Linked DNA regions of Cricetulus griseus: region 1 is linked to region 2. The links are chromatin contacts, called in public Hi-C maps. All regions are on one chromosome and are shown on one strand. The core of a region is the stretch at or near the end of the contact, and the rest is flanking DNA. Distances in the headings are between cores, read along the strand shown. Region 1 has its middle 16 kb from the start of Spata46. Region 2 has its middle 16 kb from the start of Olfml2b.

What was found. A called contact is a pair of places that touch in the nucleus more often than the background predicts.
Region 1: a Hi-C map of liver shows a contact between it and region 2, with 4 times the contacts expected there. The contact joins two enhancer-like sites. A contact is called at or near these places in 7 of 8 Hi-C or Micro-C datasets (the CHK-Q cell line, the CHL-YN cell line, the CHO-K1 cell line and 3 more).

What each region holds. Positions count from the first base shown.
Region 1 is chr5:22,535,159-22,538,643 of CriGri-PICRH-1.0, reverse strand. No RefSeq gene overlaps it. Among named protein-coding and RNA genes, the nearest start is that of Spata46, 16 kb to the right of the region's middle. Within about 2 kb of position 2,038, at least 1 of the 6 cell types and tissues checked has open chromatin away from gene starts, as enhancers often do.
Region 2 is chr5:22,208,176-22,211,680 of CriGri-PICRH-1.0, reverse strand. No RefSeq gene overlaps it. Among named protein-coding and RNA genes, the nearest start is that of Olfml2b, 16 kb to the right of the region's middle. Within about 2 kb of position 2,035, at least 2 of the 6 cell types and tissues checked have open chromatin away from gene starts, as enhancers often do.

The sequences.
Region 1 (3,485 bases), core at 789-3,288, 330 kb before region 2:
AAAAACCAAAAACCCAAACCAAACCAAACCAAACCAAACCAAAACAAAAAACAGAAAAAACAAACAAGCAAACAAAAAAAAATCAAAATTTAGTATTTGAGTCTTTCTTTTCTCTCTTTCACCTTTTCAAGACAGGGTTTCTCTGTGTGGATTTTGAGCCTGTACTGAAACTCGCTCTGTAGACCAGTCTGGCTTTGAACTTACAGATCCCCTGCCTCTGCCTCCTGGGTGCTGGGATTAAAGGCGTGTGCCACAACCATCAGGCTAACAGAAGTCTTTTTATTACTAATTACTAATTATTGGTTTATTAAATTATTTTGCCAGTGTTGTCTCTTTGTTTTTGCAGTGATTTTTCCATTCTTCCCCCATAATGATTGACATTTCATTCTCATTGACATGATATCCTTTTTATTATTCTAATGCTCCTTTTGCAACTACAGACATACCTCCCTCATTATTCTATACTTTATTTCTATCTTTCTCTTTTATATTAATCAATTCTTAGTCCTTTCAAAACCCCAGTTTTGTTTTGTTGTTCTTTTTGCTTTTGCTACTGGTTTTAGATTGTTATTCTTTATTGACAAGTTTCCTCTCTATGGGAGCACCTAAATTGTCTTTGTTATTTGCTATTGTCTGATTTCCTTATTTATATATTTAATTTATTTATCTATCTTTCTATTCACTTATGTTTGTTTTGAGTCAGAGTCTTGTAGCTCTGGTTGGCCTGGTACTCATTATGTAGCCCAGGCTAGCCTCAGACTGGCAACTTAATTCTTTCTATTTACTCTCCTTCTGTTTTTCTTTCCGCCTCCTTTTCTGCTATTTATTGAGTAGATCAAGTTTATTTCTTTTCATCCGAAAGTGCTATTAGAGTGTTTTGGTTACACTTAACTCATTATGACTTATATTTCTGCTTTTCTCTACAATACGGTACATGTATGGATTGTTACAACTTAGAAAATTCTCATTTTCCGTATGACTATCACCAATTCCACATAGTTCTCTAGTAGTATCTAAAATGTAGCCCACTCATTTTGTATCCTTTATACAATAAACTTCAGAGCCAATTACCCATTCTTTTTTCTTGTGCCATCTCAAAGCACACAGTATCTTCTTGACTTTAATATTCTTGCTAATATTTTATTTTTATTAATAATTTATTTTATTCTTACTAATCCTTTTGTTTGCTGAAAAAGGATTCTTGTATCCTGGCAAATTTACAGTGCTCTCATTAAAGCTGATCTTTGAGCGGTGGAACCTTCTTTGGTCTTGAATGCTTTATAATGTCTTTTAGACTTTACACTTTTTTGACATTACGATAGTTGAACTAAATAGCAAATAGTAGATTAAAAGCTTACAATGTTTAGCAAAAATGCTAAGCCATTATCATCAGCCTCTTTAACTTTGTTCATGGCCATCTTACCGAGAAAACATGTGAACTGGATTCTCCTTCACAGCAAATTTTACCCTGGAAATTTAAAGAATGGTTTGTCTTTATGATCTTAAATTTCTAATTGTAAAGTGTTTTAAAAATATTCTTCCTCTCTGTTTTGTTTTTGTTTCAAATTCTAAATCATTTGATTCTCAGGATCTCAAACTTTTGGAGACCCTCAGTCTCTGTCAACAGGCCATTGTTACGTAGCTGAGGCTGCCCTGGAACTTTCTAGGTAGCTCAAGCTGGCCTCAAATTCCAGATTGCCTCATGCAGGCATTACAAGAGAACATGACCATCCCAGGTGCTGCACTTTTACTCAAAGATTTTCTTCCCTGTTACTTTCTCTCTCCATCTAAAAAGTCTAGTTAGGAAGTGTCATCACCTTTATTTCCCCCCCCCCAAATTTCTTATCTTATGTGAAAACAAACGAACTTAGCATAAATGCAAGCAACTCTAGGCAGAGGGCAGCATTTATTAATGCCATATTTGTCATGGAACGGATGAAATGCTGCAATCCTAAATCGATCCACAAGGGGTCAGCCAGCCATCAAGAAAACGAATGTCATGAGGAGTTTTGTTTTGTTTTGTTTGTCGTGTCAAGCACTGTTGAGTAACCATGGTAGCTGCAAAACCGGAACGATTTCTTTGGCAGGTATTTGCCAAGCAGAACTCAGCACTTAGTTAAATAACTCCAGGGTCGATAACCAGATAAGTGCCTAAGCACCCCTGCCTCTTGATTCCTGCCACTCTTCTGCAACTGGAAGCACTTGCATTTCAGAGTGGATCCTTACTAACGCCCTTAAGAATAAATGTTTTGGGGCTGGAGAGATGGCTCAGTAGTTGAGAGCACTGGCTGCTCTTCCAGAGGACCAGGTTCAATTCCCAGCAACCACATGGCAGCTCACAATTGCCTGTAACTCCTCTGTTGCAGGGCATCCAGCACCCTCACAGAGATATACGTGCAGGCAGAACAGCAATGCACATAAAATACAAATATTATTTTTTAAAGAATGAATGTTTTGGGGAGACTAACACTAGCTATGTTACTGACGGACATGGACTGTGATCTGAGATACCTAGAAAACAAGGATAAGGACTCTTACTGCAAAAGGTTACTGTGGGGATTGCCTAAGACTCCTTCCTGGCACTGTTTTAAAATGCAGTCTGCTGTTTCCTCCTCTGGAAAGTGAGGGGCAGAGGAGAGGGTCTCTAAATTCCCATTCTGAATGAATACCCAGCGTTCAGGGAAATTGCATTTAAAGTTGGAGAAGGTCAAACTAAAAAAAGATTTTTCGGGGCCATGACTAGTTCTCGAACTTGTTTAGTAGCTGGTGCGATGAAGCACACAGAGCTGTGGGTGGCAGGGAAGGGGAGCCATCCCCAGTCTGAAAATGTAGACCTTTGAGGCTCATTCTGCTTTTCATCAGTTGTAAGGTCCATGCCTCCCCACCCCCACACCCTGCCCTCTTGGTGCTGTTGAAATACCTCCTTTCAAGACATGAGAATTAATGGGCTCATGTGTGTGGCTTTTGCAGAACATAGTAAAAGACTATGTGTCTGAAAAACGGGCTTACTAAGATTGCCTGTTTAGTGTTTCTGAGAAAAGCAAACCAGATAATGTGTGCAAACTGATAAGGATAATAGCCGGACTACACAGAAGCTTTGGCGAATACCATTAGGCTCCCATGAATGCCTAGAGTGGCAAAGGGGAGTATAAGAGCTCCGGGGTGCAAGCATCCATCTGGCATCAGCAGTGCTTAGCATTCCTGCATTAGACTGAGTATCAGCATAGTCCCCTATGCAGTGACTAACAAGGCCCAGAAAAGTTGCCCCAGACAGATGCACTGAGAAAGACAGCCTAAAGCTGCAGCATGGGTCTATTCTAAACCCAGGTAAGCTTGTCTATCTGCGCCACACAAAGCAAGTTACAAGTTTCTTGAGTTCAGTTCCCTTCAAGCACGTCTTTCCCAAGTCCCTGCAACCTGCCAGGTTCTGTGTGGGCACCGAGGAGTTATATATGAATGTGGAATGGCCCCTTGCCTCCAAGTGC
Region 2 (3,505 bases), core at 786-3,285:
GTGTACAGCAATAGTTTACTTCTCTTTTAAAGGGGTAGCTAAATTCTCTGTATATCAGCTCAATCTCCTTGAGGCTTTTTTTATTTAACTTTTTTATGGTGAATGTTAAGACAGTTCCCCTTAGAGATACTGGTGGGATTTATTCTCTCTCACCATCAACCAATTCTGACATCAACCAGTGGCCCGTAATTTAACCCTAACAACTCAGGGTTTGCATCAGACTCTATAGTTCGTGGCCTTTAGTCCCACGATATTGCACTTGCTTTATGCTCCTGTCTTTATCATCAGATATTCACAGTTCATCTCTCAGCTACCTAACTGAGGGTTCCCTAGCCACCTACCTTCCATTTATGACTTGCTAAAGGGACCTGAGAAACTCACAGAAGTGCTTTGCTGACATCATGAGGAAAGAAATGCCTTATGGGAGCAACACGCAGGGCAAGGCATGTGGGGTGTCATGCTTTCATACCCTCTCCAGGAGTGTGAACCCCAGCATATCAATGTGTTCAACAACCTGGAAACAAGATGGCTAGGGACCACCACAAAGGGAAAACTGCAAAACTCATTATAAGCATGATTTCACCAGCATTGTCTTAAAACACAGATGAGGCCATAAGGCCATAACATTTACAGATCAGGAATGCCTCTTCCACCGTGCAGACACCATGACTATACAAGTGACAGACAGGCAAGGGGACTCATTACCAAGGAAAAAAAAAAAAAACGGCATCCCGTAAAATGTCCTTGGTAAGCCCCACAATCAGCTCAGATGACAGATGATCTGTCAGAACAAACCCACAGCATTCATTCAGGCATCTTTTGTTTTGTTTTGTCTTGTTTGACACAGTTCTCATTACATAGCCCTAGCTGGCAAGGAACTTGTGTCAATCCAATCCTCTGCCTCCCCAGTGTTGGGGTCACAGGTGTGAGCCACCATGCTCAGCTGAATTTGCTCTTAGTTGACTTATAAATCACTAATTTTGGAGGTCACTCAGACGATCAATCCATTGCCAGCTTCCCACCAGCTTCTTGCTGTTAACACCTCTGATGCATGGTTGGAACAATTGCTACAATATTTAGCAAAACATAAAGGCTGCCTTTGCTAAAAACACTGGCTCTTCATGACAGCTTGAAGATGAATGAATAAAATGGGATAAAATGCTTAACATCTCTGTCTTCATATTGTGTCTGTTCCCTTCCTATCTTAATCTTTAGGTTCTACTCAGGTCTGCATGTAGACAGACATTGACCATTTCAAAATTAACTTACAAAAGTCAGTAGCTTCCTATATACAAATTACAAACATACTGACAGAGAAATCAGGAAGGAGCATCTTTCATAATAGTCTCAAAAAAAAAAAAAAACTTGGGATGGCTCTAACCAAGCAAGTGAAAGACTTGTACGTATAATAAAACTTTAAGACCCCTAAGGAAGAAATTGAAGAAGACAGTAGAAGATGGAAAGATCACCCATGGTTATGGATCAGTAGGATTAATATTGTGAAAATGGCCATCTTACCAAAATCGATGTACAGATTCAGTATACTCTCCATCAAAAATCACAATTCTTCACAGAAATTGAAAACTAAAAACTTCAACTTCACATAGAAACACACACACGCACACACACACACACACACACACACACACACACACGAAACAAAACAAACAAAAAACCCAGGATAACTAAAACAGTCCTAAATAACCAAAGAACTGCTGGATGATGATCCAGATTTAAAGTTATGTTACAGAGATACTATCATGAAACAGCATAGTATTGGCATAAAAACAGATGTGTTGATCAACGGAACCGCATTGAAGACTCAGACATAAATCCAAACACCTATGGGCATCCAAGGTTTTACAAAGAAGCTAAAAATGCACACTGGAGAAAAGGAAAAAACCTTCAGTAAATGGTACTGGGCCAACTGAATGTCTGCAAGTAGGAGAATGCAAATAGATTTATACTTATCACCCTACACAAAACCCAGCTCCAAAGAGTCACATCATCCCTGACTAATGCTCTCTGAAAACAAAGCCTTGACTCATAGATGGAGAAGGATCCACTGAACCTAGGATTAGTCATAACATCTAGAGAGGTTATAGCAGGGGTGTAAGGATTAATTGAAAGTAACAACTCATACCAACATATGAAAATAAGAAGTGATTTGCTATTTTGTATATATTATAGATTTCATTAAAATATGTTATATAGTTTATATATAAAATAACAAAGGCTAACACTAGATTTACATATTTATTTTAAGTGCGGCGGTGGGGGAGAAGTCCCCAAGGCCTGGCATATCTCAGGCAAACGCTCTACCGCTGAGTTACCTTCCTAGTCCTCATGACTTTTAGTGAAGGAAATGGGGGGTGAGCAGGAATCTTTAGCCAAGTATTCCTAAGAGCTGAAGTCTATTCTAACACATTAGGATTCCCCCAGTCTCCGTGTCTCAGCTTAGCCAATGTTCTTCTCAGTGTCTCATGCCATTCTTGATCCTCAATGAGAACATTTTGGTTTGTTTGTTTGTTTGTTTGTTATTTGTTTTTTGAGACAGGGTTTCTCTATGTGGCTTTGGAAACTGTCCTGGAACTAGCTCTCGTAGACCCTGCTGGTCTTGATCTCACAGAGATCCGCAGGCCTCTGCCTCCCGAGTACTGGGATTAAAGTCACATTCGTGTGTGTGTGTGTGTGTGTGTGTGTGTGTGTGTGTGTGTGTGTGAGAGAGAGAGAGAGAGAGAGAGAGAGAGAGAGAGAGAGTAGGTATGCACATGTGAGTGTGCATGTGTGAGTGTGTATTTGTGAGTGTTTGTGTGAGTGTGTGTGTGTGAGTGTGTGTGTGTCTGTAGCTTAGAGGACAACTTGCAGGAATCGGCCCTCTCCTTTATCATGTGGTTCCCTGGCACTCAGGTCGCCAGGCTTGGAGGCAGGTGCCTGTCAGTTTATTTCTTACATATTGAACAGCTAGGCTAAAATTCATTTTATATTTTGCTAGTCAGGAGGATTGATTACCCTCATAGCCATGAAGAGCATGCAGCATTATTTGTGATATTCTGTGATGACATTTCCAGAAGACACTGGCATTTGGAACAACAAACTGAAGAAGTAAGACCAGTCCTCAGCCTGGATAGAGTAAACAGAGGAAGGGAGGAATTCTGATCGCTTCTAGAGCTGGGGCATCCACATTCTTTCTCTCTGATATCAGAGCCCCAGGCTCTCAGACCTTTGACTTCAAATTGAAAGTCATTGTTGGCTCCTGTGGCTCCAAGTCTTTGGACTTGGACTGAGCCGTGGTATGGATTTTATAGGTTCTTCACATTGCAGATGGCATATCCTGGGACAGCTCAGCCTCCATGACATGTGTTTATTCCCTGACAAACCCCTCTCATCCATCTAGCCTATTGATTTTGCTTCTCAGGAGAATCCCAACTAGTACAGATTTGGTACCAGGAGAGTTCTGGAGACTAGAACTATTAGGATGCATTTCTTGAGTTGGTTTTGTGGT